Linked DNA regions of Ovis aries: region 2 is linked to region 1. A link is a contact called in public Hi-C data. All regions are on one chromosome and are shown on one strand. Each heading gives the region's core, a stretch centred on a gene start, on an enhancer-like site or on the middle of the called end of the contact. The rest is flanking DNA. Distances are from core to core; before and after follow the strand shown. Region 1 holds the start of LOC101105935 (membrane cofactor protein-like). Region 2 holds the start of ASPM (assembly factor for spindle microtubules).

Region 1 (5,663 bases), core at 1,300-3,799:
ATGTGAAGTCTTCAATTATACTTAGAATGATTTGATGGATCCTAGGTGCAGAAATTTCACTGGTCATAAAGTTTCAGTAAACACAACCTTTGAATCTAATCTATCATCTGTAAATAGAAAACCATGCTAAATTAAAAAGAAACTTACTTTCAAGCCTAAAAATAAAAGATAAGTTATTTCAGCTCTATGATATATACTTTAGATGGAATATTGTGTACAGATGGTTGCAGAGAACAATAAAAGGATTCCCTCTTCTCATAAAGTATTGCCAACACTGAGCCACAAAACATTTCCTTTATATCAATCTTTCACAGCCGTAAGAATTAAAAGAAATGACAATGCCCTCTCATTATATTTTCTTTCGTATGTCTCCTTATATCTCATTTAGTTGTGTTATCATAGAAAGTCTGGATTTTTTAATCCAAGATACTAAGGTGTGGTCTTCCCTGGTGGTCCGTGGTGAAGAATCCACCTTCCAATGCAGGACACGCAGGTTTGATCCCTGGTCTCGGGATCTAGATTGCCACGTGCCATGGGGCAACCAAACCCGTGCTTCACAACTACCTGCCCTGCACACCCCAGATTCTGCGTGCCACAATTAGAGAAACCCACAGGCCACAAAAACAAGACAGTAAGATGTTTTTTATCACACCCACACTTTGAGTTTTATAAGCTCTTCCAAGAATTAAAAAAAAAAACTGTGTTGTTCTGGGAGGAAGAAGAAATCCCATGGTTTGTGTACCCCAGAATATCTTTAGTATATTTCAGATATAAAATTGCTGAAATGTATATCAAGTATTGTAATTCCAGCTGATGCATTTGACTTTTACAGGGAGAATTTCCATTTCCTCACCATCCTCTCATTGCTTTATTCTATATGATGCAGGCTTTGTCCCCACCATTCTATGAACATTTGAAATGCCGGTCACATGTAAATATTTTTTTCCCTTTACCTGATTAGAAATGGTAACATAGGGTCAATACAGAAAGCTGAAAAGCACAAAGAAAATGAAATATACATAATCCTATCAACTACTAGTTAATTCTGGAATATTTCCTGCTAATCCCTTTATGTGTATCAAGTAGGACTTTTATTTCAATAGAAGGAATGACAAGTTATGTAGTGATTTGGAGCCTTCTTTTTCCACTTAAAATATATCATAGTTTCTCACATTCATATTTTTTTACACAGCTGCACAGACTTCCATGCTGTAAACTACCTATCATAAAATCCTTAAGACTTCTGCTAGACACATAGGATTTAAATTTTTCTCCAAAGTATAATGGCTTGGTGATTTTTCTGGAATAAATTCTCAATGGGACTGATGATTTAAAAGTCATGTCCGTATGAAAACTTTTAACATACAAAAATGTTATGTTAAAAACTAAAAGTTTGGGGGTATTGGTCCCCTCAACACATTTACTCACACTGCTTAACCTTTTTATTCTTTGCCAAGTAATAAGAAAATGGCAGCCCCTTTTGTTTGCTCCTTAATGCCAGTCAGGTTACATTCATTTTTCTTCTACTAGTCATACAGGTTGACTTACAACTTTACACATAAACTGTGCTCACTCTTAATTTTCCAGCATTGTGTGTAAGAGTGTTTCAACAGAAAAGTTTTCCCCTTTATCCATTTCACCCAACCAATTCCTAATCCTCCCAACTATAATGACATTCATTGCTTCCAAGAATTTGGCCCTTAATGCACCTTTCTTTCCTTTTTCGTGTATGTATATTTCATCTTCCATAAAACGTTTAGTCCCTCAATAGCAAGGCTTCCACAGAGTTAAGACCCATTATGCTAACGGCCCGGGGTTGTTTAACCATTTACTTTCCCAGATATGCTCTCCTGGGAACATAGGGTAGAACAAACGGATTTTAGCAGTTGGGAGAGCGATGGCCAAACCTTTCGTGATTCTGGAATCTATCCGGCCATGAGAGGCTTCAGTAGCAGAGGCTCAGCCACGGAAATTTCAAATACTGTCGTGAATGATGCCTGACTACTGGCAAAGACCGAGCAAGGCGGGCCCAGGTGTCCTGACAATCTGGAGGGCCCCGGGTCCCAAAGGGAGTCATGACGGGTGTCGGTCCCACAGTGACCACTGGCTAAGCTCTAGATTTCTATCTTCAGGTTGTGACGCTTGATTTTTCCGGAAAAAGGACAATGATGACCACGCCAGCCCTTTATTCCTTTCCACCCTTCCTGCGTAAGGTGGTTAGCAGTCTTTTCACCAATAGCCGGTGAACCAGCTATTCCCGCCGAGTCGCCGCGGCCCTCCTTCAGGTCTGCAGGCAGAGGAACTAGAGACGCGCGGTGTGCCGACGTCTCCGCGCCCACGGGGAACCCTCTGTAGCGCCGCGCCCCGCCCCGCCCGGCGCAGGAACCGCCCCTAAAGCGCGGGGACCGCCCTCCCGGAGCAGGGACCGCTCCTGGCGCCGAGGCCCCGCCTTGCAGCCCGCTCATTGGCCCCGCTAGACACTAACCCCGCCCCCGGCACGGCCCAGTCACGCCCCACCGCGTTACAGCTCCGGACACCTGTGAGTCTGGGGATTGTTGCGTCTGGCAACCGAGCTCAGAGGTCCACCGTCTGGGCTCAGCTTTCCCGCTGGTCTCCCCGAAAGTGACAGAGGCTTTCGTATCGCGCAAGCCCCTCCTGGTCGCCCCGGGAGTCCCCCTTTGTTTGGTGCCTCATAGGGATGCTTTTGGTGGTCCTCGTGCTTCTGCTGCCCACAGTCTCCGGTAGGAGCCTGCAGAGTGTGCGCGCTGGTGGGGAACCGGAGCGGCTCGCGAGGCCGGCCGACTGGAACCGAGGGTGGGAGGAGATTTGCTTTTAGTCTCTCGTGAGAGTCGCGGGGCTGGGTCCACTCCGGGGTCATAAGGAATTGGGGTAGAAAGCGTGACCAGCGCGTCCGCGGGTCGTGCTGCGTGGAGTAGGGACCACATAGCGCTGGAAGAGACGTCTTGCTTGCGGTGGGAACTCAGCGGTGCGGGGTGATGGGCGAAGCTGAGGCTTACCAAGGGCCAGGCTGGTGTTCTTCAGTCGCTAGTCGTATCTGACTCTGCAAATCCATGGACTGCAGCAAACCAGGCTTCCCTGTCCTTCACCATCTCCTGGAGTTTGCTCAGACTCATGTCCATTGAATCGGTGATGCCATTCAATCATCTCGTCCTCTGCCGTCCCCCTCTCTTCCTGCCTTCAATCTTTCCCAGCATCAGGGTCTTTTCCAACGAGTCAGTTCTCATCAGTTCAGTTCAGTTCAGTCGCTCAGTCGTGTCCGACTCTTTGAGACCCCATGAATCGCGGCATGCCAGGCCTCCCTGTCCATCACCAACTCCCGGAGTTCACTCAGACTCGAACCACAGGACTGCTGACCTGGCGCTGGTGGTGACGGTTTGCTCAGGTGCCTGGGAATGTAGTTAGGCTGCTCTTGCGCCTGTGGGGAGGGTTTGCCCTATATTCTCTGGGCAGTTTGATAACTTGGGAGTAGGGGTGTTTGTGCCCCTGGGGCTTGGCTGGGCTAGGGGAGCCCACACAAAGTGTTCCCTAGTGTGTACTTTGTAGAAGTGGCCATCCAGTGGTGCCGAGTGTGGGCCCAGGAAGCTACTGCTTGCTTTGTGTGGGGCTGGGAAGTTCATTTGGAGGTCAGGTAAGAACGTGTGCTGGGTGGGGCCCCCCACCCACTCCCCCCACCCTCCCAGTTCCTCTTTGGTGGTGGAGGCTGTAACTCAGGATCCTGGAGGCAGCAGAAGTCACCATCCTTGTGCCCCACGTGGTGATGCCATTGACGCTGGCAGCAGCAAGGCACCAACACCCAAGACGTATAGAAAGTAATAAGGTGGCCACTGGGCAAGACCTGTGAAAGAGGCAATGGAGGATGAAAGTGCCCACTTGCAGATATTGCCAGAGGCAGCACAGAGGAGAGAAACCAAAGACTTGTGCTGTAGTGCCACCTGCTGGGGAAAAAATCTTTTAATTTCTAATGGGTTGAATCATTCTCTTCCTGCCTTACTGCACCTGCTGCTGCTGCTAAGTCGCTTCAGTCATGTCCGACTCTGTGTGACCCCATAGAAGGCAGCCCACCAGGCTCCCCCATCCCTGGGATTCTCCAGGCAAGAGCACTGGAGTGGGTTGCCATTTCCTTCTCCAGTGCATGAAAGTGAAAAGTGAAAGGGAAGTTGCTCAGTCATGTTTGACTCTTCTCGACCCCATGCACTGCAGCCTACCAGGCTCCTCTGTCCATGGGATTTTCCAGGCAAGAGTACTGGAGTGGGGTGCCATCACCTTCTCCACCTAGTTACCCTCATACTTTTTATGCATGTTAAAGTTCCAAAGAAGTAAGTTAACCATGTATAGGAGTGAATTCTAACTGATCAAAATACTGTATGTGATGTTTTATAAAAACATTAAGCCTTTTATACCCCAACCTACCTGCTGGGGGCCTACCTGCAAAGGAAGGCAAACAGACAAAAAGTAAGAAACAGTCATGAATTGTTTCTGAAGACTTGGATTCAGTGTCTTTTCTTTACAACTGATGATGCATCTACCATCCAGTTTCATCTTCCCCACCGACTGGAACCATGATTTTGTAGCACATTTTCCAAGTTTGATAAAAAGGTGTGCAGTGTTATAGAATATAGATGTTCTTGCTTACAAGCTTTGTGCCAGCCTTCTAAAAAGTTCATTAATCAAGCTTGGACATTAATTTCAATAAACTTTTGTTTTTTATATTCATTAAAAAAAAATAGTTTGTGTAGACAATGAGAGAAGGGGGCAAGATAGTCAGGTTTCAATGAGATTTCACTTTGATCAGAGACCAGAATTTTCCTGAAGGTACTACCTGGGCAGGGATCTGGTTTTGTGCTCGAGTACCAGAGTAATGTTTAAATTTAGTGAGCAGGTAGAAAGTCTCTGCACGACTTTTCTAAGTGTACAGAAGGTGATATGTAGTAGAGACTGTTTCATCTTCTTGAAACTCATCTGGAAAATTAGGGAATTTTATGATGCAGCCTATCATATTATATAATGGCATCTGCTGTTAATGTATAGCATTGAAATCTAATAATTATTATATTGTAAATTATCTAGAAAAAAACTTAGTCACTATTTTTCTGAAACGAGAAATGTTTAGTTTGAAAATCTTCACAGGAGTAAAGAATTCAGTATTCTGAGTAAGAGAAGAAATTTGGTAATTGAAAAGCATGATATTGGACTCAATCATTACAGTGTTTAAACCTTGTATTCAACCGGTTACCAAAGCATACATTCCAAACTGTATATAGTTGAAAGTGTGCCTTTCATGATGCTTGTTAGTGGGAAGAAATACTCGTTAGCTGAATGGATTAAACCATCACATTGACATTTCTTTTCTTTTCTTATTAGAAATTCTTTCATGATATGGTTTTGAGATAGGTAGTGAAATCAAATACATAAACAAATGACACTTGTATAATTTAATTATGGACATGCTATTAACTTGATTTCTCTCTTGGTTCCAGGAAACTCTGAATGATGTTATATATTTGTATCTATTAATAGGAATCATATTGCATTTCTAATCCATTTTTTTCCTATTGCAAAATGATGATGAATATTCAGTATATTTAATGTTATTAATAAAATTCAACACTATACTGATCTTTTTGTTCTTGTTCAGTCACTAA
Region 2 (5,663 bases), core at 934-3,433, 340 kb before region 1:
GGGTTCCACTCTCTCCTCTTAGCTAAGAGGCTGGCAGGGTTGGGTATTTAATTAGTGCTGCCACATTTACCAGAAGACGTGGGCTTGATCCTTGGCCATATGTTCCCTGAGACAACAGGAAGTGAGGGGCTTCTTCAGAGCTCCTATCCACACATTCTTGTTCTCAATATGTTCTTAGTGGTACCTTCATTTTTTTTCTCTATGTATTCTCTCTAGGGTGTCAGGTAAAACCGGACGACACTAAGCTTGGACAGTGTCCAGTGGATAATTTGAGGACCCAGGATGTTACCCCACCCTTTGGATTGTCATGGTGTGTTTCTTGCTAGTAAGAGTTTACCCCTGTGCTCCTCAATTATAAGCAACTCAATTCAGAATTCTACCTGAAGAGGCAATTTCCCAAGGCCATTGTTGTATCAGCCAAGGTCACTAAGGAAATAGTTGGCCCTCTCCAATTTACTGTAATTCAAGAAGCTTAATAAAGGGACTGTTCACAAAGAGAGGTCTGGGTTGCAGGAAACAAGCAATAGGGTCTTATCCTGGGCCTAGTGACACTGTGGTGTCCCCACACCCAGATCTCCAATAGGAGAGAGCATCTCTCCAGCTACTTGTGACTTTAATGTGGAGATGGAGCCAGCCCAAGGTGGAAGGGGTGGGGGGAGTACCCTGGCTTACCTCTTTGGCTAAAACAGACTTCACAGAGTAAGAAACCTATGGATGTAGCAAATACAGAACACAGCCAGCATCTCACAGCCAAGAGCAGGCTGGAAAAGGGTGAAGGGTGGAAGTGGAGGGCAAACAAAAAATATCCAGTATAGTTCATTTTGGGTTTTTAAAAATTGTGCATCAACAGCATTGCTTTATGAAGAGAAACCTGTGAGGGGAGAACATATAGAAACAAAATATGTTCCTATCATGTTAAAAAAGTTGAGACAAACATTTCAGTGACTTAAGCTTAACAGGGCCTATATTTGCAACGTTAATTTGATGAGTAACATTCACTGTACAAAATAATAAATATAAATTGTGTATTTAAAAGTTATTGTCATTCATTTAAACATTTTGCTAAAAATGTATGTAGTAGCACTCTCCTTGTGCATCAGTCCTGAAGGATTTTTTAAGAAACCTCCATAAACACGTTTGATTAAATATCGTTGAGGTACCAGGGTTCAACATCAGGTCAAATTGGGTGTCAGTGAATACAATTTCCGATCTCACTTTCCTCATTTTGGTTTTCCACTCAGGGAGTTTTCTTTTCATGTATTCTGTGCGGCTGTACGCACATCCACGGGTTATTTTTCAGTCTCCTCCTGTCTTTAGAGGCAGCGCGGGCAGCGGGGACAGCAAGAGGAGCCGAACCGCCGGTGCCCCTCCTGGCCTCGCCACTCCCAGCTGGCTGGACGCCGGCCTCGCTCTTCTGTGAATCACGAATAACGGTCCCTTCCCCCCAGGGTGGAAGCGAAGGTGGAGATAAATACGTGCAGGGCTTAACACAGCCCCTGGCAGAGAGTAACATGTAGGCTACAATCATTACTATCAGATATCTACAATTGAAATGAAAACCGAGAAGTTATCTGTCGGGGGCCATGCCCATCAAGACCACCTTTTATGAATTACTGGGAATCTCGGGTTTTGTTTGTTTACCTGGTTTTGCTCCCAGATTCCCGAGGTAAGAACCAGCAGGTAAATTACTGAGCCGCTGCACCGACACCACGCACTGACATCAGCACGTCCACACTAACTGTACATTTAATTTTCATTTTCCTCATTTTCTCCCTTTTGGGCCCAGGAAGTGGCGGAGGGATCCTGGGCGAGTACATTGATCTCCTTCAAAGTACTGTGAGGGAATGACCGTGCCGGCAACCGCCAAGACAGCTGCATTTCCGGAGGAAGTGCTGTGACTTTCTTCGCCTCCACCAACCTGTTCGCAAAATCGAAAGGTGTATTCCGAGCCTGAGCTCCACTCCTCAGAGGCAGCCGAGACCCAGCTCCCATAGCTGTCTCCTCAGCGAGAGCTACCCGTCACCGTCGCCGCCACGTTTAAATAAGGCGCCGGCTTCTCATTGGCTGGCACTGCTGCTCACCGATTGGTCCCGCTTGAAGGTGGGCGGAACCTGGGAAGCCCATTGGTGGAGGCGGGAATTTTAAACGGGGCAAAACCTCTTCTCAGTTCGCTTCTCTCTCCAGTTTGAGTTTGTGCGTCCGGACGCCTTCCTGGGTCCTAGCAACTGGACAGTAAAGGGGGCGAGTTCTTTCTCGATCCCCACAGCTCCTTGAGGGGAGGCGGTGGGCGTTCTTGCGGAGGCCGCTCGGAGCAGCGGGGCGCACCCAGAGGCCTCGATGGCGACCTGGCAGCGGGGTCGCGGCTGCTGGGAGCGGAGCCCGCCGGAGCCGAGGCCGCGGGCGGGGCCGAGGGGTCCCCGCGCCGAGGAGGAGGCGGCGTCCCCGGCCGTCCTGTCCCTCAGCCACTTCTGCAGGTCGCCCTTCCTCTGCTTCGGGGACGTGCGCCTGGGAGCCTCGCGGACGCTGCCCCTGACCCTGGACAACCCCAACGAGGAGGCGGCCGCCGTGCGGCTGTCCCGCGGCCCCGCCGCCGAACGCGGCTTCACGATCTGGCCGAGAGCCTTCGTGCTGCAGGTAGGAGAGGGGTGCGGCCTCCCCGCCGCGCTCCGGGAGCCGGGCTCGGAAGGGGCAGGAGCGGACCTGAGTAAAAGCCGAGTGATTCATTCCCTCAGACGCTGGTGAGCCCCTGTCCCCGGGGCAAGAGGAGCCCGGGTGGGCGGGGACCCGGCGGTGACAGCGCCCGCGCCGGGCATCCTTCGGAGCACATTCCTGCCTTGACTTAGGGCCTCGAGCAGATTGGCAGTTCTAGAGGAGTGGATGGCACGTTTACAATTAATATTCTTATCTCTCATCTATTCATCCATCTATCCATTTTCTTGTCTGCATTTAAGATTGCCAGGAGTACTCTGATGAGAGTAGGGTTTTTAAATTGCTTTCTGTCAGTCATCTTAATATGCGCTTTAGTTTCTAAAGGGAAACTGGCTCCATGGAGTGTCAGAGTAACTACTCTTCTGGTGAGCTTCGTTTTGGCCAAATAGCAACAAAATAAAAAACACTTTCTCAGGGGTGTTTTCAACAAGTATGCACACTTTATTATTTTAATCTTTTGGTTTTTCCTTTGCTGTAGTGTAGTTTTAATGGTGATTCAATTTTGTGACTGCCGTTTCAAGGATTTCCAGGGTAGCTTTTCTGCATTACATTGGGCACAGTCAAGCTCCCATTCCTGTCATCAAAATCTAGAGAATTTACATCGTTATTTGGACTGCAGTAGTCTTTCCATTGGTTAGAACCTCTGAAAGTGTGAGAAGAAAAAAAAAAAATTAGCTGAGAGTCCCACTCCTTGTCTAAATAACCGCTTCCTAACGCAGTGATACAAGGCTCTAAGCTGAGGTCCATTGACTTAAGCACTTGTTCAGCTACAGTTAAGAACCTGCCCTTCCCCTCTAGTTTATAAATGTTTGCTTTTCTTTTTGTGGGAAAACAAATACTTGTTTTTTCTATCTACACTATACTTCTACTTATTCTTTTTTGTTTTGTGGGACTAACGTTTTTGAATTTTTTTTTTAGAATTGTACTTTTATATTATAAAAGTTAACTGTTCTTTTAAACCATATGTTTGTGATGTTTTATGGTTTCTGCTTTAAAACAAAGCTTGTCTTTTATTACCTGTTGGTTTCCCTCAGCTTCAGGTTTGGGTGTGTTGATTCCACTCAACCACTAAGATAATACATACAAACATAATGTTTACCTTTTACAAATTGTTCTCAAGTCTGTTGCCTTATTTAATCCTTACAACAAACTCATGGAGTCATTATTTACATTAGAGGATAAGGCACCACTGTCAAAGGGTTTGTGTGCAGTGGATCAGAGTTAGGCAGCTCGGTTCAGTCTTCTGAGTCTCTATTTTCTCGTTTATTAGTTGGAAATAATGCCAGCTAAAGCTGTGCATGGTGCTCAAATGAGAGAAAGCTTCAAGCAAAGATCTTGACTGTGTCCTGAATAAATGTTCCATTCTTAATTTTTAATGAGGAAATATGCTCAGAGGGTGGAAAACATTTACACATAGTTTTATTCTTGGCGAGTGACACAGTTGGGATTCTCATCCAGGTCTTTAAATCCCATGCACTTTCACTTATATTGATTCAAAGACAGGAGGCATGGTTCCTTCCTAAAGACATATGTTAGGAGGATGAGGGGAAATTCTAAGAACAAGGAGAAGCTGCATCAGATAGGCACCAAGAAGGATGGGATGTTTTGAGGAGACTGGTGGTTCTAAATCTGAGGGCATCAGAATCACCTAAGGGTAAAATACTTGGGGCCACTCAGAATCTGATTCCATATGTGCAGAGGACAACTAGAATGTGCTTTTCTCAGAAGTTCCCAGGTGATGCCTCTGCTACTGGTCCACATTTTGAAAAGCACAATAGTAGAAAATACCTAAGTGAACATCCCTTATCTAAAACACCCTTGGTGAATTAGCTTGCCACCGTACGCCTAAGCAGCATGTCTCTGAGATGCCTCAACCACTCACATCAGAGTTGTCTGGATTGCTTGTAATATGGGAGATTTCTGCTCATCACTCCACACTTGCTAATGCAAATCTCTGGGGTTATATACAGAAAACTGCATTTTAAACAAAACCTTTTTTATGCAGATGGCATCTCAAGAACCATGAGGTAAAGGGTTATACCTGCCAGAGAGTGACTTCACAGTTAGTGTAAAAATAGGTCTACAATACAATGTATCTAGGCCTGAAAAGGAATGAAGGACCAGAGACTCATTCAGGATATTTTTTGCAGAGCAGATTTATGGACAGCCCTTTTCAAGGAAAAAACTTTTTTTTTTTTGGTGTACTTATCTATTTTTTTCCCATGATACATTAAAAACTGTATTTTTCATGCACCTACTTTTTGCCAGGTACTGTGTGAGAAATTCAGCTTATAAAATTGAGAACAAAGGGAAAAAAATTTTTAAATGATCGTTTGGGTTTCTCTTACTCTCCAAATCATGCTTTTTAAAATTTTGATAATACTGGTGTGCTAGAGTCTGCCCATAACGGCTGTCATGTAGGGGGTGTGTCATTTGGGTCTGAGTCTTCATAATGATAGTCAGTTAAAATCACCACCTGGCACATTAAACGCTTCCCTTGTAGCTCAGTTGGTAAAGAATCTGGCTGCATTGCAGGGGATCCAGGTTTGATTCCTGGGTTGGGAAGATCCCCTGGAGAAGGAAATGGCAACCCACTCTAGTATTCTTGCCTGGAGAATTCCATGGACAGAGGAACCTAGCGGGCTACAGTCTACGGGGTCTCAAGAGTCTGGACATGACTTAGCGACTAAACCACCCCCACACTGAATGGAGTTCAGCTCTGTGTCCATCCTGGCTGCATGTTACCTCCTGGTGAGCTTTGAACAACCACAGGTACCAGGACCCTGCTTCAGCATCACTCCTGGGAGGACATGGGGAGGGCCAGGGCATCTTTACTTTCCACAAACCCCTCAAAGTGATTCCTGTAGCCAGGTGTGTGAAAAATTTAACTGGACGGTTTAACAGACTCATTGATGCCAGTTATGGGAATATGAGCTTCTGTGACAGATGAGTAG

Evidence for each region. Hi-C and Micro-C count contacts between places; a contact is called where the count stands out from the background.
Region 2: a Hi-C map of tail adipose tissue shows a contact between it and region 1, with 3 times the contacts expected there. The contact joins the promoter of ASPM here to the promoter of LOC101105935 in region 1. A contact is called at or near these places in 4 of 16 Hi-C or Micro-C datasets (blood, liver, skin fibroblasts and 1 more).

Annotation. Positions count from the first base shown.
Region 1 is chr12:75,157,163-75,162,825 of ARS-UI_Ramb_v3.0, reverse strand. LOC101105935 (membrane cofactor protein-like) reads left to right here and starts at 2,549. Exons shown (of 9, transcript XM_027976095.3): 1 at 2,549-2,741. The coding sequence starts at 2,699.
Region 2 is chr12:75,495,624-75,501,286 of ARS-UI_Ramb_v3.0, reverse strand. ASPM (assembly factor for spindle microtubules) reads left to right here and starts at 2,183. Exons shown (of 28, transcript XM_042229282.2): 1 at 2,183-2,634. The coding sequence starts at 2,338.